Regions from separate parts of the Mus musculus genome. Here regions 1, 2, 3, 4, 6 and 7 are each linked to region 5. The links are chromatin contacts, called in public HiChIP or PLAC-seq, Micro-C and promoter capture Hi-C maps. All regions are on one chromosome and are shown on one strand. Each heading gives the region's core, a stretch centred on a gene start, on an enhancer-like site or on the middle of the called end of the contact. The rest is flanking DNA. Distances are from core to core; before and after follow the strand shown. Region 1 holds the start of Arl2bp (ADP-ribosylation factor-like 2 binding protein). Region 2 holds the start of Coq9 (coenzyme Q9). Region 3 holds the start of Amfr (autocrine motility factor receptor). Region 4 holds the start of Cx3cl1 (chemokine (C-X3-C motif) ligand 1). Region 5 holds the start of Herpud1 (homocysteine-inducible, endoplasmic reticulum stress-inducible, ubiquitin-like domain member 1). Region 6 holds the start of Polr2c (polymerase (RNA) II (DNA directed) polypeptide C). Region 7 holds the start of Dok4 (docking protein 4).

Region 1 (3,088 bases), core at 462-2,961, 280 kb after region 5:
GAGCCACCACTAAATTGCCACCCACCTGAGCTCTGTGAAAGTCATCTCAAGCTCCAGTGCAACCAAATGGAAAAAAGATATCCTTGCCAAGACCTTCCCAAAATGCAGATTAATAAGTAAATGAAATGTTTTAGTTCACTAGGTTTCTTGAGAGAGGAGTTGTAAAGAGCAATAGGTAACTAGTGGAGACAAATTTTTCATTCCTTTTCTCCGTGGATCCATGATTTGGAATCAGCAGGCAGTTCATGTATGTATTCAAAAGTAAATAGGATATAGAAAAAGGATCTAATAGGATCTTAGTTGTCTGCTCTGAGCTGTCTTACCAGTGCTCAATGGAACAGAATTTTTAGATGCTTGTCCTAGTTTGCTTATCAGAGCTGTGACAAAACACTAATCAAAACCAATTTGTGAGAAGAAAGGGTTTATTTTGTTTCCACTTCCATGCAACAGTCCATAACTGAGGGAAGTTGAGATAGGAACCTGAAGGCAGGAACTGAAGTAGATAAAGAAATGCTGTTAACTGGTTTGTTCTCCATAGCATGCTGAGCTTCCTTACATAGATCCTACACCTGCCCAGATATGGCACCACCCACAGAGGACTGGGCCTTCCCTCAGTCATTAAAATAATCCACATTCAAAACCAGGAGGTGATGGCACATGGCCTTTAATCCAAGTGCTTGGAAGGCAGAGGCAGGTGAGTCTCGAGTTCAAGGCCAGCTTGATCTACAGAGTGAGTTCCAGGACAGCCAGGGCAACACAGAGAAACCCTGTCTTGATGAAAAAAGACAGACACACACAAAATCAACTTCTTTCCAGGTCACTCAGGTCAAGCTGACAAAAAACCTACCAGCACGCCTGTCTTCAGCTTGACCAGGATACTCTGATCTTCCAGTGTCTTTGAAATCATCTTGGTTCCTGATGCTGTTAAGATAGATCCATGGATACACATTTTATGTCCATTCCAAAATGATTCAGATTGGCCACGTAACCCTAATTCATACCATAAATTTTCTAGTTATGTACTACACATTTGGCTAAAAGGTATCAGACCACCAAAGAGGCATGCTTAAAAAGGGGGCGGGGGGGGGGGGCGATCCCAGGAAACCTTTCTTCATGGTGTGGCAGTTTTAGAGGGGACTTTCTCCAAAGCAGTTATTCAATTTCTGATTACATCTCTCTCAGTGGTTGTCAACATTTTTGTGCTGCATAATTACCCAAGGAACCACTTACTGCCTAATAATTGTTTACGGGTTTGGTGCGAGTAAGCTGGCAGCAAACTCACTATGTAGCTGAGCAGGTCTTGAATGCCTTAAACCTCCACCTTCCAAGTGCTGGGACTACAGACGCATGCCACAACGCACTGCTTTTGATTTGAAGATCACAAATTAAGTTACAAGTCATCCACTTAATGCCGTGGACCCTTCCATACTTCCAAGAAGTAACTCTCTAGTAAATCAGACGTCTGCATTATCTAGGACAAACTATGAGAGTGGCTTTCGAGCAATTTGGCTATTTCTAGCGCTCTTAAAACACGGTTTCAACTACCTGATCTTTACAATTCCTAAATTGAAAATGAAGAAACCGAGGCTCTTGGCTCCAATTCTTTCATCCAGAAAAAAAAAAAAAAAGTCTACTGCCACCATTTTTTGCAGTCTTCTGCGTGAGACCGGGAACCTGAGGCTGTGATTGGCTGCTGGAACCGCGGGTAACCATAGTGACAGGAGGCGGGGCTGCGAGCTCCGTCTGCCCTAACACACCGGCGGGGTAGCCCCGCGAGAGGCCGGCGGGCGCTGGGCCCAGCCAGGAGCCGCAGCCCCGTCCTCGCGCGATCGCCGGGCGGGGCGTGGGTGCGGCCTTCTGCGGGCCCTTGATGCAGTTGAGGCCGCGCGGGTCAGAGAGGATCCCGGCCCGGCGGCGGGCGCGGTAGGAAGCGGCAGGGCCCCGGGCCCGGGCCGGTGACTGCGGCGCCCCTACGATGGACGCCCTAGAAGAAGAGAGCTTCGCGCTGTCCTTGTAAGTGAAGCGGCCAGGGTCTGCTCGACCTCGGCCTGCGGACGTCCTCTGGGTTGCGGGCTGGCCGGTCGAGGCTCCGCTCTAGCGGGGCGTTTTCTTCCCGTGGCCACCACGGGCATATGTCACAGATAACCAGCGCTTCCATCACAATCCTCTGGCCTCAATCGTGGCCGTCAGCAAAAACCCAGAGGCCTTGAGCTGCCCAGGCTGGCGGCGGCCTCACCGCCTGTCTAAAGCCACTCCTGACCAGTTACCCCCTAGGCCGGTGCCACTCCCGCGTGCGGTCACATTCACCAGCAGATAGGTGTGGCGTTAAGAGCCAGGATGCGGTGAGTAAATCCTGCGGGTAATAAACGCGGAAGTATGAAGTTGTGCCGCACCAGCCTCAGCTACCCAAATTGTTGGCTGCTTTTGTGATTGTCATACCGGTTTTCGTCACGAGTGTTTTCCTGTGTTTGTAATTTCTGTACTAGACAATAATCCTTGATTGGTGAAACTGAGTGATGGGAGGATCATCTTGCTATTATTTTTATGCACGTTGGGAATCTTACATTTTAAAAAATGCTAGTGGGCTTTGTTGTGATTGCCTGGTGTGTGCAAGGCCTTGGGTTCAATGCCCTTACCCACAGAAAACACAAGTTCAGCTCGAAAAATAATTATTTGGACCGGCACCTAATCCTGATGTGTTTTTTCAGCTCCTCCGCCTCTGATGCAGAATTTGATGCTGTGGTTGGATGTTTAGAGGACATTATTATGGGTAAGTTTCGACACTACTAAGTGACTTGTGCCCCTCTAGTTCCTATGGTCAATTCCTTGATTTAAATCAAGTAGACCCTTGCTTTACAACAATTTTTTAATGTATTCATTTACATATGTGATGGATCGTGGGTGGGGTTGTTGCCAGGAGACTATGGCTATGTGGAGCTCAGAGGACAACTTTGTGGAGTTGGTTCTCTCCTTCCACCTTCATGTGAGTTCTGAGGGTTGATCTCGGGTCACCCGTCTTACACAGCAGTGCCTTCAGCCCCCAAGCCATCTCAACACCCCAAACCTCTGCTTATAAGGGCATGCAGAG
Region 2 (3,338 bases), core at 22-2,521, 450 kb after region 5:
GTTCTGAGGACAGTTTACGCTCCTCGGTGAAACTCTTCTCTCAAAAGCCATTCATTATCAGGGCTCTGGGAAGGGCGAGGCTGTGCTTTGCAAGCATAAGGAGTTTGAGCCCCAGAACCCACATAGAAAACCTTGGGTGTGGGCTACCAAGATGATTCAGTGGGTTAGGGGTGCTTGCTACAAAGCCTGACAACCTGAGTTTAACCCTCAGAACTCAAAGTGGAAGCAGACACTCCTCCCCAACACACACAGAATCTTTATATATGTGTGTATACATGCATACACATACATATATATACATACACATATATGTGTACATACATATAAGTATATATGTATGTGTGTGTATATATATTTCAAAAGCTCGTGTGGCAAAGTTTGTTATCCAGCCTTAACTGGTACGCTTCAGGCCAACTAGAGGCCCTGTCACAAAGAAGGTGGCCACAGTTTGATGAAACACCAAGTTGTCCTCTGGCCTCCACACACATGCGTATGCACCTATACATACATGTTCCCCCACCCCATGACCATGACACTAAACATACACCGTTTACTTCTAGCAAACATCAAGACTTCCCTGGTAGAGCAAGCGAGGCAGTCCGCTCTACTCTGAAGACCCGCAGCTTGGACTCAGGCACCGAGAAGCGAACTTCTCCCGACCTTGCAAATGGCTAGTGATCGCTAGGGACCACACCCCGGCACAGGGGCAACTCTCCAGGACAAAAGCCTGGGTGGCTCCTTCTATAAACAAGCATCCTAGGACATAAATGCCGGGCTCGAATGGACAACCTGTGGCTCCAGGTTCTCCCCACCTTTGGTGCTTTCCGCCAAGTGCCCTGGAGGAGACTCAAGGTCACCACCGATGGCTAGGAGTAAACTGACGGTCCCGATGCCAGCTCCGGGTTTCCACGCGGAAAAAGGCGGCGGACGAGCCCCGGCGTCCAGCACGCCGCGTGCAGGGCCCCGGCCGCCGCGGCCCCTCACCCCGGCTTCCCCAAGGGGTGACAATGACGGCGCCAGAAGCCGAAGCGAGAGCACGGGAGACCAGAGTGGCCCCTAGGAGGGCCGTTAAGCCCGCTCAGATGCTCGAGCGACCCCGAGCGTCCTCACCTTCCTCGTAGCCTGAAAACCCGCTCCGCGGACGCCGGCTTCTCGTCCTGGTCTCTCGCGAGAAGACGCCGCACAACACCTGAGTCCTAGTGAGCGGACGCGGCCCCACTGACGCGTGACGCTGCCCGGCGCGTCGCCGCCCTCAGCGTGCGTGCGTGCCCACTTCCAAGATGGCGGCGACAGCAGCCGTGTCTGGTGTCCTCGGCCGCTTGGGCTGGAGGCTCCTGCAGCTGCGGTGCCTGCCCGGTGAGGTGACAGCCAGCCGAGCCGGGGCGCGAGGGGGAAAAACGGGAAGAAGGCGCAGGGCGGATCTGGGCTTGGCGTGGGATGATAGAGGCTCTGGTCGGGGCTAGCAAGGTAAAGGGCATCGGCGTGGAGCCGCTGGAGTCGCGAGCTGGAAAAAGCCACTTAAGGGTTTCAGTCGCCGGACTTTGAGCTGTGAGGGGGCAAAAGCCGCGGGGCAGTCCTGTCACCCCGGTTCCCCAGAGGTAATGGAGCTTCAGAGAGGGCTCGGTGTGCCCAAGGTCACAGAGCTCGTCCGTTCCAAAGCGTTCTCCGTCGCCGTAGGCGCTGTGCCAGCCTCGCTGGAGAAACCGACCGAACAGCCACAGAGTCAGTTATTGCCACACCACGTCACTAAGCTGGTGACATTCGTCATTTGCTGCCATATGCCCCGTATTTTTATCTCCACAGTAATAGTAGACATTTACTTTTAGAAACTTTGTACATTGTCATTAAGTGGAAAAGCAAAAATCGCTGTCCGTATATAGAATCTTTCTGCACTGACACAGTGACAAAAAATATGCAACTAAAATCTCCATGAACCGCAGAGATCTCGCAACCATACTTTGGGGGCTCCTCACTTCAAATTTTCTGGGCCTATAGCAAATGCTGATGTTGTTAAGCATGCTGTTCTGTGTTTCTTTCCTTATTATTTTCAATGACTTCCTTTGTGGCATTTTTAGCTAGAGTTTCAGACGAAATATGTTTAACAAAAATAATGCAATGTGAGCCAACAAATCCAGTCATAGGGTATTTACCCATGAAATTGTGTCCACAAAAAGTTCAACTGTATTCCCGACAACTTTATATTAGGTGGGCCCTTAAAGCCCAAACATTCATCTTTTTTTCAATGTTATGCAAGCAGTTTACAACAGGTATCTCCGAAGTAACCGTCCCCTTTCTGAAGTATTTGAGATAAAGTCTCACTCTATATTTCTGGCTGACCTGGAACTCACTGTAATATAGACCAGACTGACCTGGAACTTAGAGAGATTGGCCTGGTCCTGCCTCCTGAGTGTTTTCTTTCTTTTTTTTTTTTTTTTAATCAGAGTTTACTTTTTTTTTTTTTTTTTTTTTTGGTTTATTTATTTATTATATGTAAGTACACTGTAGCTGTCTTCAGACGCACCAGAAGAGGGCATCAGATCTCTGTTACAGGTGGTTGTGAGCCACCATGTGGTTGCTGGGATTTGAACTTCGGACCTTTGGAAGAGCAGTCGGGTGCTCTTACCCCCTGAGCCATCTCACCAGCCCCCTGAGTGCTCTTAAAAGAGTGTGTCATCATGCTTTTCTTTTTTATTCCTTTTCTTTTTTCTTTTTTAAAAACTTGTTAGTCCTGCCTCAGCCTGAGTTATATAGGAAGTCTATGTCTCAAAATAATACGGGCTGGCCTTTTGATTTGTGTGTGTGTGTTTGTGTTTAAAGCAGATGAAGTTTAACAAAGATGTTCATGTAGGCTTGAGCACAGTGGTTGTGGAAAAAAGACAGGCACTCAAAAGAAAGTGAGACAGATCCAGGAAAATGGCTTTTCAGAGATTTATAAAACATTCAAAACATTTCTAACTGTTGTCACAGACTATGAGTTACCTATACTGTTCTTGTAAAATACACTAATTAGGAGGAGAGGGAGAGGCTCTGCAGTTAAGAGTGCATCCTGCTGTTGCAGAGGATGCTAAGTTGGCTTCCCGGCACACACGTTGGGCTGCTCACAACTACCTTAACTCCAGCACCAGGGAATCTGATGCCTTCTTCCTACCCCCACACAGATTGACACAATATACATAATTAAAAGCTAAATAATGGTCTGGAGAGATGGCTCAGTTGTTAAGTGCACTGGCTATTCTTCCAGAGGACCCAACTTTAGTTCCTGCCAGACACATGGATCCAGCAGCCCCTCTAGCCTCCATGAACACAAAGCATGCATATGTAGCACAGACATGCATACA
Region 3 (2,971 bases), core at 204-2,703, 370 kb before region 5:
TTAGGAGTAGAGAAAGGGGAACTTTGCCCTTCACTGCCTTCTATGAAACTATGCACCAAAGGACCAGGAGGCGTCATCTGCAGCCCACGAAGTTCACAAATCCCGCTGCTTCCTGATGAAGCACAGTGGGAATAATTACAACAAATGAGTTGCATTATAGTTCTACAAACTTATAACATTAACCCCTCAGTCATTTACAGCCTTCTCTAGGCGCCGTGTGGGGAGATACGATCCCCACCAAGCCACAGGAAATCCAAGTGACAATTTTTTAAATCCGGGAGCAACTTTTCCTATTTCTGAGGGTTCATAGAAGAGGCACTCAAGTGCAAGGTGAGAGCAAAATTTTCTCAGATCTGCCCAGCCTAAAATGATGTAACAAACGAAGCCAGTACTTGTGGCATGTGGACATTGCTTATCTCGCACCGGCAGACAAACTAGAACCCTTGTTTCAAAATGGATCGCTAAACGGAGGAATCGCGTTCAAAGGAGGGGCTGCCACACCGACCCGAAAGTGTTTTGCTGCTTTCTGTCAAAAAGGGAACAGTCACAAACCATCGCGGGGGGTGGTTGGGGGTGAGATAAAAGGACGTAGCTGGTCTGTTTGCTTCGTTAAATAGCGCCCATCGGGACTAACGCATTGACAAATAGCACCATTTCGAAGTTGTCTGGCGAAGAGTAAAATGTCCCCCTAACTTCGGCCTTCTCTTCGTCGGCGAGCCGCCCCCAACAACGCCGAGCTAAACCGGACGTGTCGCGGCTTCTCACAGCCTCGGGTCGCCGCACCCCGCCGCCCTGGAGCCCGCGGGTCCGACCGCCCTTGCCTCGACTGTTCTCCCCGGCATCCCGACACCTTCTCTCCGCGGCCCGCCACGCTCGCAGCGCCGCTGGGCCTCGAGCCCCACGCGAGGGCCGCGGTCCCCGGGCCGAGGAGGCCGGGGTCAGGGCCCGGCCACGCCCCCCTGCGGATAATGGGTGACATGGCGGCTCCCGCCCGGCCGCCCGCCCCCGCGCCCGGCCCGCAGCCTCGCTCACCCACACGAACAGGCTGTCCGACAGCAGGTACTGGGCCACGTCGCGGGCCCGGGGGCCGCCGGCGGTCAGGCGCGCCTCGGGCTGCAGTGGGGCCGTTAGCGGCTCCGGCTCACCCGAGCCGTCCTCCGGCTGACTGAGGGCGCGGTAGGCGCTGACGATGGTGCCCAGCAAGGCCAGGCCGCTGAGGCCCGTGTAGGTGCGGAGGCTGGGCCACGGGAAGCGCTCGAGGAAGAGCAGCGGCATGGCGGCAGCGACGGGCTCCGGCCCCCGAGGCTTCCCGCGCTGCGGCCAGGCGCCTGCGGCGGCCTTGCGAAAGGCGCCCACGGGCTCTGGCGTCGCTGCCGCTGCCGCTGCCGCCGCCGCTGCGCCGGGCCGAGCCGGGCCGCTCCTAGCTGCTCGCGCCGCTCCGCCCCGCGCCGCTCCCGCTGCTGCCCCTGCCGGCGCGGAAGAGCCTCGGCGGACTCGGGGCGGGCCGCCGCCCCTAGCGGGACGCGGGCGGGACGGGCGCGGGGGCGCGGCCTTCGTCCCCCGCCCACAGCCGGCGCTCTGCAACCCCGAGAGCACAGGACCCGGCCTGGGGCCCCGCGTCCCGGCCCCCTGCAGCATCCTTGGCGACCCTGGGCCCACTGAAGCCACGAGCGCACCCGAGCCGGGCTCTGGGGTGAGCCTGGCCCGTAGGCAATGACGGCAGGCCTGTGTGCGTGGTCAGGCGGCAGGGTGAGGGTGCGGGACCCCTGCCCCTGGCCACTTGTCGCTTGTTCCTCCCCGCCAAAGCTGGTAAACCCGCCATCCCACCACCCTGTAGACTAGAGGCTTCCTTGGTGTCCTAAAGAAGCGACATGATGCTTAGGAAATAAGAGAAGCCTTGAGATAGAATATTTTTAAAACGGAGGAACCAATTTAACCAGAAATAAAAATCTGTTCCCTCTTAGCTACAAGTAAGAATGTCAAATGCTGCTTAGTTTCTTGGAAAATACCTGTTCCTAAAAGGTAAACCAAAGGGTGACCTTCGTCCTGGCAGTTACACTGCTTGTTAAGTAAACATCCAAGAGAAATGAAAACAGACACCCACACAAAGTCCCTACATTGAGGCTGACAGTAGCACTACTCCTAAAAACCAGAGAGGCAAACCTCGAATTATAGCGTTTGAAAATAAAGTACAGATAATGCTACAATATCAGAGAATGTTGACGATGTCTGAATCAAGCCACACACAGATATCTAAATTCTGTGTGACCACGCTGATAAGACAAATGCATGCAATGTAGAGTAGAAGGGGAGTTTGAAAGAACTGGAGGTGACAGCTAAAGAAGTGACAGGTTGGGGTACTAGTTTCCTGAAGTGAGAATTTCTAAAGTTGCTGTTATACAACTATGAATACACTCAAAGTCACTGAATTGTACACTATAAACAGCAGGTTATATCTATGTGAATTACATAAGATAACATAGGGTACAGTTTTTAATTATTATATCCCCGAGCCATGTGTTAGTGCCTATCCCAGAATGTAGCTCTGTAAACAGCTTTGAATTTTCCAAATTTTCTAATGTGGAGAAATTGTCTTTGTAGTATTTTTTCATGCCAAATATTTCTATAGATCTTTTAAATCTGAAAATTAACCACTGTTATAATTCTTAAAAACATCTCATCATGAGTCTTTGTACAATATAGTTCCCTTTGGTTCGTTCCCAGTCATTTGCAACATGGCTTGTGAGATGAACCATTTGCTACAAACTGGAGTTTGATTCTCATAACTCCCCCAAGTTGTCCTCGGACTTCCATATCTGTGTCTCCCCCACACATAACTAAATGTAAAAATAAAATACCAAGCCGGAACACTATTGTCCAAATAATGGAAATCTTTATTCTGAAAAAAACTTGGGTGGTAATTTTCCAGAGAGATTTTTACAAGGTCAGATCTGAGTCACGATGATTTTTA
Region 4 (3,310 bases), core at 525-3,024, 390 kb after region 5:
GGATCAGAGTTAATTTAGTGCCTCCTTCCTAATTTTACAGAATCCAAACATTTCACAATAACTCTGGAGCCAGGCTTGCATCCTGCAAACCATCTCCCTGCCCTCCAAATTCTACTCTGGAGCTCACCCTCCAGTCAGGGATTCCAAGTCTCCATTCCCAGATCCTTTCCCTTTAAATATGTAAGTGTTGATTTCCCATAATCCTCCTTGGATTCCCCTACCTACCCCTGTCTTCTCTCTCTTCTCTCTCCCTTTTCCTCTGGTCCCCCCCCCGCCCCTCCTTCTTATCCTATCTGCTGCACAGGCACAAAGAAACCTAGACTTCTGGGTTTTATTTCCCTGTTTGGTTTGGAGTTTTTGTTTTTGTTTTTGTTCTAGCCAGGCTGGAAGTCACTATGTAGCCCAGGCTAGACTTGAACTTTAGACGATCCTTCCTCCACCTCTTCAGTGCTGCAATTACAAACATGAGGTACCCTACCTGGCCCAGCCCTCCATTTTTATCACTTCTTATTAAGTCTCTCCAGCTGTAAAATGAGGCTTCCTGGCTTCTTATCTGGCCAGCTGAGGGCAGGTTCTCTGGGCCTCAGTGGATATTGATCCCTGCCAGGACAGCCACCCTCAACACTATCAGTACCCACACCAGGTGCTAGCCCTGCTACAATGTATAGCAGGAGAGAGCACGAGGTCTTCGGGGGCGGCAGCTGCAGCCTCTGCAGTCTGGACCAGGCTGGCTATGGTCCAACTGGCACCTTAGCCTAGGACAGTTTTCTACACAAACTGGTTTTTCCTTCTGGCTGGCAGCCCAAAAAGAGTAGCGCAATTCACTCCCAGCCCGAGGCTGGGGAGGCTCTGACTTTTCTAGACTCCCAGGATTGTACTCCCTGTCTTCCGGGAAGTCAGGTTGTGTGCAGTACCCAAGCTTTGCTGCTAGGTCTTGCCTGGTCTCATGGAGAAAGCTTCTGGAAGATCCGAGCCAGAAGCTGGGTTAGCCAGACTCTACAGTGGCAGAGCTACCCTGGAAGGAGGCAGGACCTCTCTAAGGCTCTGCATTAGGGTCCAAGAGGAGCCAAGAGACCCTTAGCTCCGAAGACAAGTTCGTGGCTGTGCTGTTTCGGGAGCTAGCAGAAGGCACAGCCAGCCCTGGATAGAGCAAAGGCTAGAGGGGCTACACAACAGCTAAGGAGGCCAGGAGGCCCATGTTCCCTCCATGTCCATGTCCTCAGCAGCCCTGGCTCTGCAGTCTTCTCCTCCGTGGTCTTGATAAGTTTATCGAGTGAAGCTCTGTGTGATTTGGAATGGTCTCTCCCTTCTCTGGGTCTCAGTTTCCCCACCTGTCCATAGAAGGCAGGACTGGATCTATGTTTCAGGAAACTGCTTGCCAGGTTCGGTGTTGAGTCCAGCAGATGCATAGGCTGAAATGTATCTGGGGATTTTAAGGGGTGATTGCTGGGGGTTCTGCATCGCATGGGCGAAAGACCCCATCTGCCCCCAGATCAAGAAAGAGCTTGGCAGATCCGGCCTGGCGGGGACCAGCGCTCTGCATGTCCCTGGCTCAGTGTCCGGCTTAGACAAGACCTAGGTTCTCCAGGGAAGGTAACCCTGCTAACCCACCAGGTTCCCATCGCGCCGCTCCCGCAGCGGAGCCCAGCGCAGGATTGCAACTGGTTCCCTGGCAACCTGGGAGGAATCCAGCCGCAGCTACAGGCTCTTCCTCTCCCCTCCCACCGCCTCCTACTGCGGGCGCCGGGGGCGGAGGCTGCCAGCCCATTATAAAAAGCAACCGAGACCAGCCGCGAGTGACTACTAGGAGCTGCGACACGGCCCAGCCTCCTGGCCCGCCGAATTCCTGCACTCCAGCCATGGCTCCCTCGCCGCTCGCGTGGCTGCTGCGCCTGGCCGCGTTCTTCCATTTGTGTACTCTGCTGCCGGGTGAGTGGGTCCCGGACCCTACCTCGGGGAGAAAGGAAGGGTATGCAGACTGCATCTCCCTGGGGAAAATAGGCCCCCGCGAGTCCCAGCCATCCCAGTGGCTTCTGGGGTGGGAGTCGGGGAGACACCTCGGAGGTGTCTGTGGGAGACAGAAGCTGTGTGGGGAGGAGAGCGAGGGCTGAGGGAAACCTGAGCAGGCTCCTGGCTGACGGACAAGAGGTGGTTCTTCCTACTGAGGTTAACTATAACCTGTATAAGCTCTGGCCCGGGGCCAGGGACTAGGTAGGACTTTCCCCTGCCCTGTCGCTCCAGGCCCCCAGAAATAGTTAAGGTCAAGGTCACTGCAGCTCATGGGGATGGAGCTTGTCTCTAGTACTGGCGTGCAGCTTGTCGTCTCTCTGCCTGTGTCTCCCCCATCATCCTTGCCACTTTCTCCAAACCCAGCTTAGAAAATATTTTGTCTCTACGGACTTGCTTCCTGGAGTCCACTACCTGGTAGTACAAGGTGTAGACATTCCTAGGGACATAGGAAAGATGGAGAGCTAGAGCTAGAGATCTGTTTGAGGATGCTCAGCCAGTATGCAGGGCAGGAGAGAGTGATGCCCAGGGACTTAAGGAAGGAGAGACCAACAGCCTTGCCCACCTTCTCTTTTGACCATTCCACCTCCTTTAACCTCTAGAGCTCCATCCTCAGGGAGGGCCGAGGCTATTTAGCCAGGCTAAATTAGCAGGTTGTCGCTCAGAGAAGGTGGCACTCTGCCTTAGGGCGCACTGTGAAACTGGAAAAAAATGAGAGCCAACCCCCAGCATCAAGGATATCTCCATGGAACTAAATCACCAGTGCCACAGGGAGCTGGGTGGGTGAGTGGGTGGGAGTGGGGGTGGTGGGATAAAATTGTGCCTGCCTTTCTGCTGTCTGAGCTCTGGCCCTCAAGCCTGAGATATTTGTAGACAGTGCGCACGGGGAAGTAGGAATCAGATGGAGGTTGCTTTGCCATCACCTCCCTGTGTGTCAATGGAGCAGGGTCTTGACTTCTCTGGTCCCAACTGCTGTAGCATTCACGCCTTACCGGTGAGAAAACTCCAGTGTCTAGGGAGGCATTTTGGAAAGTGCATGTGGTCATGGTGGTAGCTATCACTTTCCTAAGCTTATAGGGAAATCCTAGGCAAGGTTGAAAAGAAAACCCAGAATGTCTGATGCCTGAGGACCCTAATCGTGGTTGCTGGCTTTGCCAGGACACAGTGAGGATGGATGACTCAACCCCAGTGAACCTCAGTTTCTTCTCCCCTTGAATGAGGTATTCAGCTGGGTTCACCCTAGAGCTCCCTCAGCAAGGGGGGGGGGGTGTCTCAGGCTTTAGGGATGCTGCAGGCTGGTGCA
Region 5 (3,032 bases), core at 427-2,926:
GAAACTCTTTTCTGGTCTCTGCACCATTGTGCCTACATACAGGCACAGGGATACATACACACGCGCAAATAGCATAAATCTTCAAAAATAATTTTAAGAGAGAAACAACAGGGTATTAAGTCAAATGTGAAGATCACTGTGGCAGAGATCACATGCCCTGGGGGGCCAGTCTTCATGCAAAGGGACAGAGCCCTCCTAGCTGCCCTTTAGTTTCTGAAGATCTGCCTGCTTCTGCCTCCTGATGCAGGCCTTTATGTTGTAACACCACACTGGCCTCAGTGGTCTTCAACATAAAACCTGGGAAGGAAAGCAGCTGAGGTTCTGCGGCGTGTCCCTGGTGGACCACTGGCAAATGCCGCTGCGGTGAGGTGCAGGGTGTCCTCCAGAGAGACGCTGACGTCTCAGCCCCAGAATGTGATGGCATTTAGAAATATCTTTGTGAAAGATAATCGTTAAGATGAGGTCTTTAGCCACGACAATGCGAATGATACCCTTATAAAGGGGGCAGGGGAGAGACTGGACAGAGATACGCATAAAGATGATGCAGATACACTCACACCCGTGTATGTGCACGCACACAGGTGCACACCCGGAGAATGCCATGTGATCGGAAAGCTCGAGATTGGAAAAATACTCCCCAAAGCTAAGAAGTCCCAAGGACAGTTAGCAAACCTGCAGAACTTAGGAGAGTGGTACAGATTCTGCCCCCAAAGAAAGCAATGCTGCCCTAACCCCTGGTCGCAGACTTCCAGCCTCTACAGCTTCAAAATAAACTTCTGTTGCTCGAGCCTCCAGTTTACGACACTTTCTTATGGTTGTGTGACAAACTCACATAACCATCTCCCGAACAGGACTCTCCTATCACCTCTCTGACCTCTGTAAGCTCTGGACATGGCTGAAAACCCAGGTATCCCAACAGGATTGGGACAAAGATGGGCCGGAGCAATGCCAGTTTTGTTTTTCAAACTCAGAGGAAACACTGGAGCACTGCCTCTGGTCAGATTTCAGGTATCTGAGACCACTGCTGTGCTTGTCGCAACCCCAATTTAAAAGCAGCAGATGTTGTTAGTTCATAAATGATGACCCTTTCCAGTGTCTCCTAGAGGGTTTGTCAATCAAGAGGCACTTAGTGCCATTACTATAAGGGGTATGTTCCACACTTGATGCATCGTTAAATTTGCTGCAGGCACATTGGAAAGTGCCCGAATCCTTCATCCTCTCAGCTCAGAGCAACACAGGCCTGGTTTCTCTTCGCTTCTAAGGCCTGGTTAGTTCGTAAGGCTTCCCTGGATGCCAGGCTGCGCAGCCACCAGGGAAAATGCAAGCGGACAGACGTATGCCCAGGCGCCTGGGGTCAGAAAGGGCGGAGGGCCGCTTTGTGAGGGCACAATTTGCAGAGCCTGCTGATCTTGGGAGTCAGGCAGGCCGCCAGGCTCAGGCACCGCACGCATCCCGCGCTAAGGAGCCTGAACAGGACCAGCGCCCCAGAGGGCACCCTGACATGGCCGCCGAAGACCCGCTCCCGCGCCGCTGTCGGGACTCAGGATGACGCAACCACGGCGGGTTGCATCAGCCCGCACCCCCGCGCTTAGCCCGCCTCTCCGCCGCCTTTCTCCGGGCGCTGATTGGGCCACGTTGGACACTGACCTCTGTCTCAGCCAATGGATGGCAGCCACAGAGAGCGCTATCTGCGGAGCCCTGGCACGGGGCGCCCATAAAAGGTACCCGAGACGGGGGCGCGTGTCCCAAAGACGCCAAGTGTCGTTGTGTGGTCTCAGACGGCTGCGTCGCCGCCCGTTCGGCATCCCTGAGCGCAGTCGAGCCGCCAGCGACGCAGACATGGAGCCCGAGCCACAGCCCGAGCCGGTCACGCTGCTGGTGAAGAGTCCCAATCAGCGCCACCGCGACTTGGAGCTGAGTGGCGACCGCAGTTGGAGTGTGAGTCGCCTCAAGGCCCACCTGAGCCGAGTCTACCCCGAGCGCCCGGTGAGTGGGACCCCGGGGTGCCACGCCTGCAGGGTTGCCTGAACTCACCTGTCACACACCACAGGGCGCGAGTCTCCTTCCTGCCCAACCGTCTCCTGTGCCCCTCTGCTCGCCCTAGCGCTTGTCATCTCTTCTGGGCCTCCACCAGTCCGCGCTTGCCCTCTTCTAGCCCCTCATCTCTTCACCTCCCATTACACCTAACTCCCAAGGCTGTCACACATCTGCCCCACGTCCCTGTACCCTCTCCTCATCCTCCCAGGGAAACAGTAATTTGACCTTAATGAGTCATTTCCCCATCCGAGTCCCAGTGACCCTCCACAAACTACTAGGTGACTGACTGGGTGTTCCCAGTTCGGCTTGCATCTGATGGGTAGAAATAAGAAAAGTAAATGTTGCCAAACGAGACTTCTGGGTGTACCGAGGACAGACAGTATATGTGCCAGATTGGGCCATTGGCTAGAGGGTGGGGTGCGTGCCCAGTCACCAACTTCTGAAGGTCCCACGCCCATAGGCTAGACATGGCTCTTCTCCTGCAGCCTTCCGTTGACCGCCCCTCCCTGTCGCGCCGCACTTAGTCTCGGGGAGGAGCCCCCTTAACTTTCTAGCGAAGGATGACTGAGAAAGGAAGCCAGCAGCTGGAGTAGCCCTGAGTCTGATTTGACGACAACCGTGGGTCAGTTAGGAGACTTTCTTGTTCCGTGGGGTTCCCCACCCCTCCCCCTCCCCCTTTGGTTGACACATCTGTCAACAGCTCCCTAGCCCCGCCCACCCCTCCGGTCCCTGCCACGTGACGGAGGCTGTGCGCTGGACCTTCCTGTATTTACTTTGTTCTCTGATGTTATGTAAGTGTCCACGAGTACAGTTCTGGATCCGACAGGAGAGGGCAATCGGGTGGCTGCAGATGGGGACTTTGAACAGTGGCCTTAGAGCTCCAACCGGCAGTGGCGCGTGGGTTTCAGTTTGTTTTTGTTCCGAGTTGTCGGGAAAGTAAACAAGGCTTTTCCTTTTAGAATTGGCGAGGAACTTTATCACTTTGGGTGTAAGCG
Region 6 (3,280 bases), core at 77-2,576, 470 kb after region 5:
TAAAAAAAGCCAGGCGTGGTGGCACACACCTTTAATCCCAGCACTTGGGAGGCAGAGGCAGAGGCAGGCGGATTTCTGAGTTCGAGGCCAGCCTGGTCTACAAAGTGAGTTCCAGGACAGCCAGAGCTATACAGAGAAACCCTGTCTTGAAAAACAAAAACAAAAACAAACAAACAAAAAAACATGGGTTTTGTTTTTCTTGTGTATGCATTACAGTACTCTCTCTGACATTAGCTCGGATGTGGGTCTCTTGTTTGCTTCTTTGTGTGTTATCTAACTGTCCTGAGAGCATCCAGGGGATTCTTCTCTCCATCTTCCTACTCACAGGAGCCTAAGATTAGACTCTTGCATTACCATGCCTCTTTACAGGTGTTCTGAGAATTTGACCTTGTGTCCTTGCACATCAGGGTTTGGCTTCGCACCCTGGAACAAGTGACTGAGGTGCATATTTTACCCGTCAAAGCAGACCTGGCCTCCAGGTTCTCCCAGCATCCTTCAGTCCCCACCTGGCATGCTCTGCCTCCACCCTGAACTTTCCAGCCCAGAGGCTGGGCTGCCCTTCCCCAAGAGGTTCTTCCCTATAGAATCCAGACATTTTGCTCTTGCTCTCTGGATCGATCTATCTCCCTCCCCCTGCCCCAGGCCCTTTCTCTTCTCCCTCTCTGCCCTTCCCATGGCGGTTCCCCGGCCTCTGTTCTTAAGGCCAGTGAACTCACCTGAGAGCAGCTTCCCAATAAACCTGCCTTTTAATATATTCTAATCTGTCTTGAATTGGCTCATTTTACCAGCAGAGAAATAACCTATCAGTCGTCTTGCATGCTTGAGTCACCTCCCTAGCCATTTTGTTCATGTATAGATGTACAACTTTTTAATGGTTTTTTTTAAGGTTTCATTGTATTCCTATGTATTTTAAAAATTATTTTTATGTATAAGGATGTTTTGCTTGCATGTATATTTGTGCACCATGTGAATACCTGGTGCCCTCAGATACCAGGAGAGAGTTTCCTCAGAAACTGAAGCTAAAGATGTTAGGCATCATATGGGTGCTGGGAATACAATCCAAGTCTTACATAAGAACAGCCAGTGCTCTTATCCCCAATGCCGTATCTCCAGCCCCGTATGTAAGTTTAACCAAGTCTCTATCGATCATTGCCTAATGCGTTATTTTTAGCAGTTATAAATAACGTTGGCATGAATGACCCTGTACATTTAATTTTTGTGCTGTATATCTTGGGGATTTCAAGAGTATAGGACCAATGCATTTTGGCGCCGGTGTGGTTAGAAAACACAGGCCAGGAGAGTTCCGGCCTCCGGTCAGCAGGTGGCGCTGCGCCCGCGACTAGCCGGAAGCGCCGATTGCCCCGCCGACAAACTGCTGGTGGCCGCGCAGGCGCGCTGTGCGGCTGGCGCGGGAGCCTGGCGGAGGGTCGCGATGCCGTACGCCAACCAGCCAACAGTGCGGATCACGGAACTCACCGAAGAGAACGTCAAGTTCATTATCGAGAACACGGACCTGGCGTAAGGCGGCGAGGGGAGAGGCGGGCGGGCGGCCGGGTCCTCGAGCTCCTGACCCCGGGGCTGTGGCTTCGGGGCCGCTCACACCGCCTGTCTTTCCTCCTGTAGGGTGGCCAATTCCATTCGGAGGGTCTTCATCGCAGAGGTGCCCATAATAGGTAAGCGACCGTCCCTGGGAGCCCGTGCCGCCCACCCTCCGCCCGGGGTGGGGGCTGAGAACACTGCGGTGCTGTACGCTGGGCTGGGGCAGCCTAGGCCCGCCTTGGTGCGTGCCTTGCTCAGCTGCGGGTTTCCCAGTACTGTTCGTCTACCCCAAAGCAACAGAAATCAAAACCAAGCACTGTTAAACAGCGGAGGGCTGCAGCCTCCTCATCCGGGCGGTGTAGATGCTAGGCGTCGTTAGCAGGTGATGCAGCGATTGCCGAAGTAGTGTAGATGATGCGCTTTTGCTTTGACGTCAGTGTTCGCTACTGGCTGGTGTCTTTTGAACATATATGCTGATTTTACAAAATCATGGGCTTCGTTATGTAGTTTGAAATCTACACACACAGAGTGTACCTGGTCTCTCCCATCCTTCCAGATAGTACCCTGCTATACTTTCTTGTCGTCTCCCCCTATCTTTTTGAAAACCTTTATTTACATATATGTGTCTATCTCTGGGCTCGAGTACCGGAGTTCATGTGTAGAGGTCAGAGTACAGCTTGTAGGAGGGATTCTCTTCTCCCACCATATGGGGCCCAGGATTGAACTCCTTAAGGCTTGACAACAAAAAGTATCTTGCACATCTTGCAGGCTCCGAACTTTCTCTTTATTAAAGAGAGAAAGAGAAAAAGAGAGAGATTCCACATGAGAGAAAGCATGTGTTATAAAGATTTTCTAATTTTGTTTGTTTGTTTGTTTTTCAAGACAGGGTTTCTCTGTGTAGCCCTGGCTGTCCTGGAACTCACTTTGTAGACCAGGCTGGCCTGGAACTCAGAAATCTGCCTGCCTCTGCCTCTGCCTCCCAAGAGCTGGGATTAAAGGCGTGCACCACCACTGCCCGGCTTAAGATTTTCTTTAACAAACAACATACTTTTGTTCCTTATTGTTGAAGTGTGTGTGTGTGTGTGTGTGTGTGTGTGAGAGAGAGACAGACAGACAGACAGACTTCGGTTTTTTGTTTTTTTAAATCCATCCTGGTGTCTTTTTAAAAATGAATTTCTTATTTCTGCTGCATATGTAAATCATGTACGTTTTCAGTTAGAGACAAGACATGAGCAAACATAACAAGGCAAAATATGACACCTTCAGGAGAATCTGACCAGTTTTATCGTTTGTTTGTTTGTTTGTTTTGAGAGAGGAAGGAGGCCAAAAGGGAGTGGAGCGTTTGTAAACATGGACACTCGAGGTTTTCTGAGATGGGGAATTCCCACCAGGGGTCGGGGAATGGGAATGGTGGAAGTAGATTAAGGGCATTCAATGGGCCCCAGAAGTAAATCATCAGGAAGCTTGGTCCTTGCTTGAGTTGAGGAAGCACTGCGGTGAAGGGCAGGTTGGGCCTATCCTCAGCTGGTCTTCCGGCCTCTTCCTGGCCTACATCAGCTCCTTGAGAACTGGGTTTCCAACACCACTGATTTCTGAACATTATTGTTTACATGCAGGTGTTTGCTGATGGGTGACTAGACACATGCTTAAGTGCAGCATCTGTATGCTACAGCCCCATTTGCCCAGCAGTGCCTGGGGGGGGATTGGGTTCTATTGTTAGTGGGCTTTCCCTGGTGAAGCT
Region 7 (3,282 bases), core at 32-2,531, 490 kb after region 5:
TCTAGGGAGGGACACTAATTATATCTAGCATTGTCCCCATCCTTTCAACACCATTATCAGCTCTGCTTCCAGAGAGTGTAAGCGGCAGCGGGCTCCCACTTCTCCACATCTCGGTGCCAACTGGCAAGACCAGCAAAGTCCAGGAGAACCAGCCGGGTCCGTGATCCACAGTTTGTTCAAAGCTGCCTCAGGGGACTTGTGCTGCTGCTGACACTGTCTGAGCCTGGCTAGGGGCCCCACCTTGGCTGGGGTTGTTGGATGAGGTCACATCCAGCCTGGTGCCCTGCCCAGGAATACCCAGCACCCAGGCACAGAGACTAGCAGCAGAGCGAGAGGGACACAGCTCCTGGGACCTACCTGGGATACCTACACAGCAGCCTGCATTTCTCCGAAAAGGGCCCTCAAAGAATGTGCAGGAAGCGCAGCCCCTGGAGGCTGTTGGAATGTGCTGGAGCTGACACCTGGCCCCTGGCTGCCCTGTCTTATCAAAGCCCTCCATCCAAGTGTCTGGCAATTGTTTTGCTCCCACCGCTCCACGCAGGCAGATTGCACAGAACTCCCGACTGCCCAAGGCTCCACTCCGGTCCTTATGCTGTGACAGATAGCTGTCTCCAAAAGAATGTGTACAGACTCCCAGAGCCAGAGGAGAAAGGTTTTAAGGCAGGAGGCTGCTAGCCCGGAGGACTGCAATGAATAGGAATGCCACTTGCAGGTCGGATAGGCAGTAAAAGGAAAGTGTCTCTTGGAATTTGGGGAGCAGGAAGGCGAGGAAGGCTGCTTCCGGGAAGAGGCTCAGGGAACCGGGGATCTGGGTTTCTCTGATGGGTTACATGGGGAATACAGGTGAGGTAAGACTCACACCTGCGCTTCCTAGAGATGGGAGCTGGTTGAGGACGGCTCAGGGAGTTTCAGGGTCTCGCTGGCTTCGAGAGGCGCGTCTGAGTCCTCCTTCCTTAAAGTAGGACGCTCCCATAGCTGGGAGAGCCCGCGGGCTCCGGAGGTGACCACAGGCGCCCCAGGATGAGAGTTGCGGGAGTCTCACGTCTCGGTGAGGCCTAGGGATCCCCCCCCCCCCCCGCGCTTCGTATTCCCCTATTTACCTAGGCGCCGAGGCCCGGGCCGGGGCGCTGGCTCCGCGGGACGCGGGGCGGGCTCATGCCCGCGTCTCGGCGCGGCCGGGAGGGGAAGGTAGGGTGGCGGCGCGCGGCTCTGGTTGTAAGCTAGAAGTGAAGCGCAGCCGCCAGCTCCGGATCCAGAGGAGACTCGGGAGGTAGCTGGTTCTGCTGATCCGCGACGCCACGCCCCTTGAGGCCACGCCCCGCGCCGCCCTGGCGCCGCGCCACGCCCCACCGCCACGCCCCCGCCCATCCCTGGCATCGTGCCACGCCCCTTCTCGGAGCCACGCCTCGTCCCGGAGTCCTGCCAAAGTCTTATTACTAGGACAGAAATTTCCGCCTGGCAGTCTAGCCCTCTGCTCACTTCTAGTACCCACCTCAGTCGCACCAGCTCCTCCCTGAGCTCTAAAACTCAAACCCACGTGGTCTTGCATCTGCTGGAGGCTGAACCCTATATCAACTCCCAGTCCTTGAACCTCACCTCCCAACATCAAGAGTCAGTACCCTGCTAGACATACACTTTGCTACCATCCAGTCCTGCTCAGTACCTGCCCCACTTCCCCAATCGCACACTCAGCTGCACTCTGTGAGAGATTAGCCTAATGCATGAAGGAATCAAGAACCCAGTACCCACGCATGTATATCCCCTGCCCCGTATCCTCCCAACCCTACCTCCCCACCCCCTCTGCCGGAACACTAGAGACTCAGCCTTGTCCAGCAAAGTAAAGGAGCCATTTTCTGTCCGCTTAAAATGTCCCAGGATTGTCACTAAAGTGTGTGTTAAGTGGAAGCCACGGGGCTATAGGACAGGAAATGGCTTTCTTCTTCCTGGATGCTAAACTGAACCTCCTGACCTTCCCATGACCTCCTGACCTTCCCATGCAGCTTCCAAACTTGACCCTCTGCTTTACTTCAAACAGCAGCTCATAAAGTCCTCAGCTCTCAAGCCCTCAGAGTGAACTGCTTTCATCCTGGGACACTGCTAGAGAAGCTGTATGGCCACAGAGAAAAAAAGAGAGTTTCAACAAAAAGAGGCCTCTTAGCCTGGCCTAGTAGTACTTGTCTATAATCCCATGCTGAGGCAGGAAGCTGATGAGTTCAAGGCCAGCCTTAGTGAGATCCTACTTAAGAAAGAAAGAAAAAGAGAGGGGGGGAGAAAGAAAGAAACAAAAAGAAAGAAAGAAAGAAAGAAAGAAAGAAAGAAAGAAAGAAAGAAAGAAAGAAAGAAAGAAGAAAAGAAAGAGAGAGAGAGAGGAGGGGGGAGGGAAGGAAGGAAGGAAGGAAGGAAGGAAGGAAGGAAGGAAGGAACCTTCTCTAGGTTCAATCCCCTGAACTGCAAATTAATTGTAATAATATAATGAAATTTAGAAGTATCATCTCTAAGTGGGATTCCTAAACTTCATTCTCTTTCAAAATTTTTACTCAATATCTACTTCTACCCACTGTGCTAATTCCCTTTTCTTTCTTTCTTTCTTTCTTTCTTTCTTTCTTTCTTTCTTTCTTTCTTTCTTTCTTCCTTCCTTCCTTCCTTCCTTCCTTTCTTTCTTTCTTTCTTTCTTTCTTTCTTTCTTCTTCTCCTCCTCTTCCTCTTTCTCCTCCTTTTTTTTTGACACAGGATTTCTCTAGCAGTCCTGGAACTGGATGTATAGACCAGGTTGGCCTTGACCTGCCTTCTTCTGCCTCCCAAGTGCCACCATACCCAAATTTGTATCTAATTTTTGGCTTTACACTTATAAATCTGTTTGTAGATCCACATGCGGGTGGATGGTCTGACACAGAGTCAATCTGAGTCCCTGATGTTTTCCTACCCTGAACGTTAGCAACTTGAAGTCACCATAGGGAGTTTCTATATCCGCAAAAGTGTCCCTCTGCCCCCTTCCTTTCTCTCCTCAGTAACCCTGGGGGACATCTTGGGGTTCCCCATTTCTACAGCTGGTCGAAGGTTTCACAGCTGGAATCATAAAAAGTGTAATCCCTGGTGGTTTTTCACTTGGTAACTTTTGTTAGTGGTGACTGAACCCAGGGCCTCTCAGATGGTAGGCAAGGGCTCTACCACTGAGCTACATCCCAGCCTTAGTTTTTACTTTCTATTTCAAGACAGGCTCTCAATACCCAGACTGGCCTTGAACTTACTGCGTAGTCCAGGCCAGCCTTAAATGTGTAATCC

What was found. Promoter capture Hi-C pulls out the DNA fragments that hold promoters and counts their contacts. A called contact is a pair of places that touch in the nucleus more often than the background predicts. HiChIP or PLAC-seq counts read pairs in DNA pulled down with a chosen protein or histone mark.
Region 1: a contact with region 5 is called in an H3K27ac HiChIP or PLAC-seq map of extraembryonic endoderm stem cells. The contact joins the promoter of Arl2bp here to the promoter of Herpud1 in region 5. A contact is called at or near these places in 9 of 39 promoter capture datasets (the 3T3-L1 cell line, embryonic stem cells, hippocampal neurons and 3 more), 5 of 484 Hi-C or Micro-C datasets (embryonic stem cells and nephron progenitors), 9 of 115 datasets of contacts at active chromatin or transcription factors (the NIH/3T3 cell line, bone marrow-derived macrophages, embryonic stem cells and 5 more) and 3 of 9 other capture datasets (adipose tissue, liver and pancreatic islet).
Region 2: a contact with region 5 is called in a Micro-C map of embryonic stem cells, with 5 times the contacts expected there. The contact joins the promoter of Coq9 here to the promoter of Herpud1 in region 5. A contact is called at or near these places in 6 of 39 promoter capture datasets (erythroid cells, hematopoietic stem and progenitor cells, hippocampal neurons and 3 more), 2 of 484 Hi-C or Micro-C datasets (embryonic stem cells and uterus), 4 of 115 datasets of contacts at active chromatin or transcription factors (memory CD8 T cells, microglia, pancreatic cancer cells and 1 more) and 2 of 9 other capture datasets (adipose tissue and liver).
Region 3: a Micro-C map of embryonic stem cells shows a contact between it and region 5, with 2.9 times the contacts expected there. The contact joins the promoter of Amfr here to the promoter of Herpud1 in region 5. A contact is called at or near these places in 1 of 39 promoter capture datasets (liver), 1 of 484 Hi-C or Micro-C datasets (embryonic stem cells), 1 of 115 datasets of contacts at active chromatin or transcription factors (pancreatic cancer cells) and 1 of 9 other capture datasets (pancreatic islet).
Region 4: a promoter capture Hi-C map of hippocampal neurons shows a contact between it and region 5, with 2.8 times the contacts expected there. The contact joins the promoter of Cx3cl1 here to the promoter of Herpud1 in region 5. A contact is called at or near these places in 3 of 39 promoter capture datasets (embryonic stem cells, hippocampal neurons and stem cell-derived epiblast-like cells), 1 of 484 Hi-C or Micro-C datasets (embryonic stem cells) and 3 of 115 datasets of contacts at active chromatin or transcription factors (embryonic stem cells, extraembryonic endoderm stem cells and pancreatic cancer cells).
Region 6: a contact with region 5 is called in a promoter capture Hi-C map of pre-B cells, with 4 times the contacts expected there. The contact joins the promoter of Polr2c here to the promoter of Herpud1 in region 5. A contact is called at or near these places in 5 of 39 promoter capture datasets (cranial neural crest, hippocampal neurons, liver and 2 more), 1 of 115 datasets of contacts at active chromatin or transcription factors (memory CD8 T cells) and 2 of 9 other capture datasets (liver and macrophages).
Region 7: a Micro-C map of embryonic stem cells shows a contact between it and region 5, with 2.6 times the contacts expected there. The contact joins the promoter of Dok4 here to the promoter of Herpud1 in region 5. A contact is called at or near these places in 1 of 484 Hi-C or Micro-C datasets (embryonic stem cells) and 1 of 115 datasets of contacts at active chromatin or transcription factors (pancreatic cancer cells).

The regions. Positions count from the first base shown.
Region 1 is chr8:94,664,889-94,667,976 of GRCm38.p6, forward strand. Arl2bp (ADP-ribosylation factor-like 2 binding protein) reads left to right here and starts at 1,712. Exons shown (of 6, transcript NM_024191.2): 1 at 1,712-2,013; 2 at 2,709-2,770. The coding sequence starts at 1,976.
Region 2 is chr8:94,837,142-94,840,479 of GRCm38.p6, forward strand. Coq9 (coenzyme Q9) reads left to right here and starts at 1,272. Exons shown (of 9, transcript NM_026452.3): 1 at 1,272-1,356. The coding sequence starts at 1,281. It overlaps Ciapin1 (cytokine induced apoptosis inhibitor 1), which reads right to left and starts at 1,199. Exons shown (of 9, transcript NM_134141.4): 1 at 1,111-1,199.
Region 3 is chr8:94,011,187-94,014,157 of GRCm38.p6, forward strand. It overlaps Amfr (autocrine motility factor receptor), which reads right to left and starts at 1,454. Exons shown (of 14, transcript NM_011787.2): 1 at 1,033-1,454. The coding sequence starts at 1,275.
Region 4 is chr8:94,770,406-94,773,715 of GRCm38.p6, forward strand. Cx3cl1 (chemokine (C-X3-C motif) ligand 1) reads left to right here and starts at 1,775. Exons shown (of 3, transcript NM_009142.3): 1 at 1,775-1,929. The coding sequence starts at 1,860.
Region 5 is chr8:94,384,753-94,387,784 of GRCm38.p6, forward strand. Herpud1 (homocysteine-inducible, endoplasmic reticulum stress-inducible, ubiquitin-like domain member 1) reads left to right here and starts at 1,677. Exons shown (of 8, transcript NM_022331.2): 1 at 1,677-1,986. The coding sequence starts at 1,840.
Region 6 is chr8:94,856,124-94,859,403 of GRCm38.p6, forward strand. Polr2c (polymerase (RNA) II (DNA directed) polypeptide C) reads left to right here and starts at 1,327. Exons shown (of 9, transcript NM_009090.5): 1 at 1,327-1,518; 2 at 1,624-1,673. The coding sequence starts at 1,433.
Region 7 is chr8:94,875,031-94,878,312 of GRCm38.p6, forward strand. It overlaps Dok4 (docking protein 4), which reads right to left and starts at 1,282. Exons shown (of 9, transcript NM_053246.3): 1 at 1,101-1,282.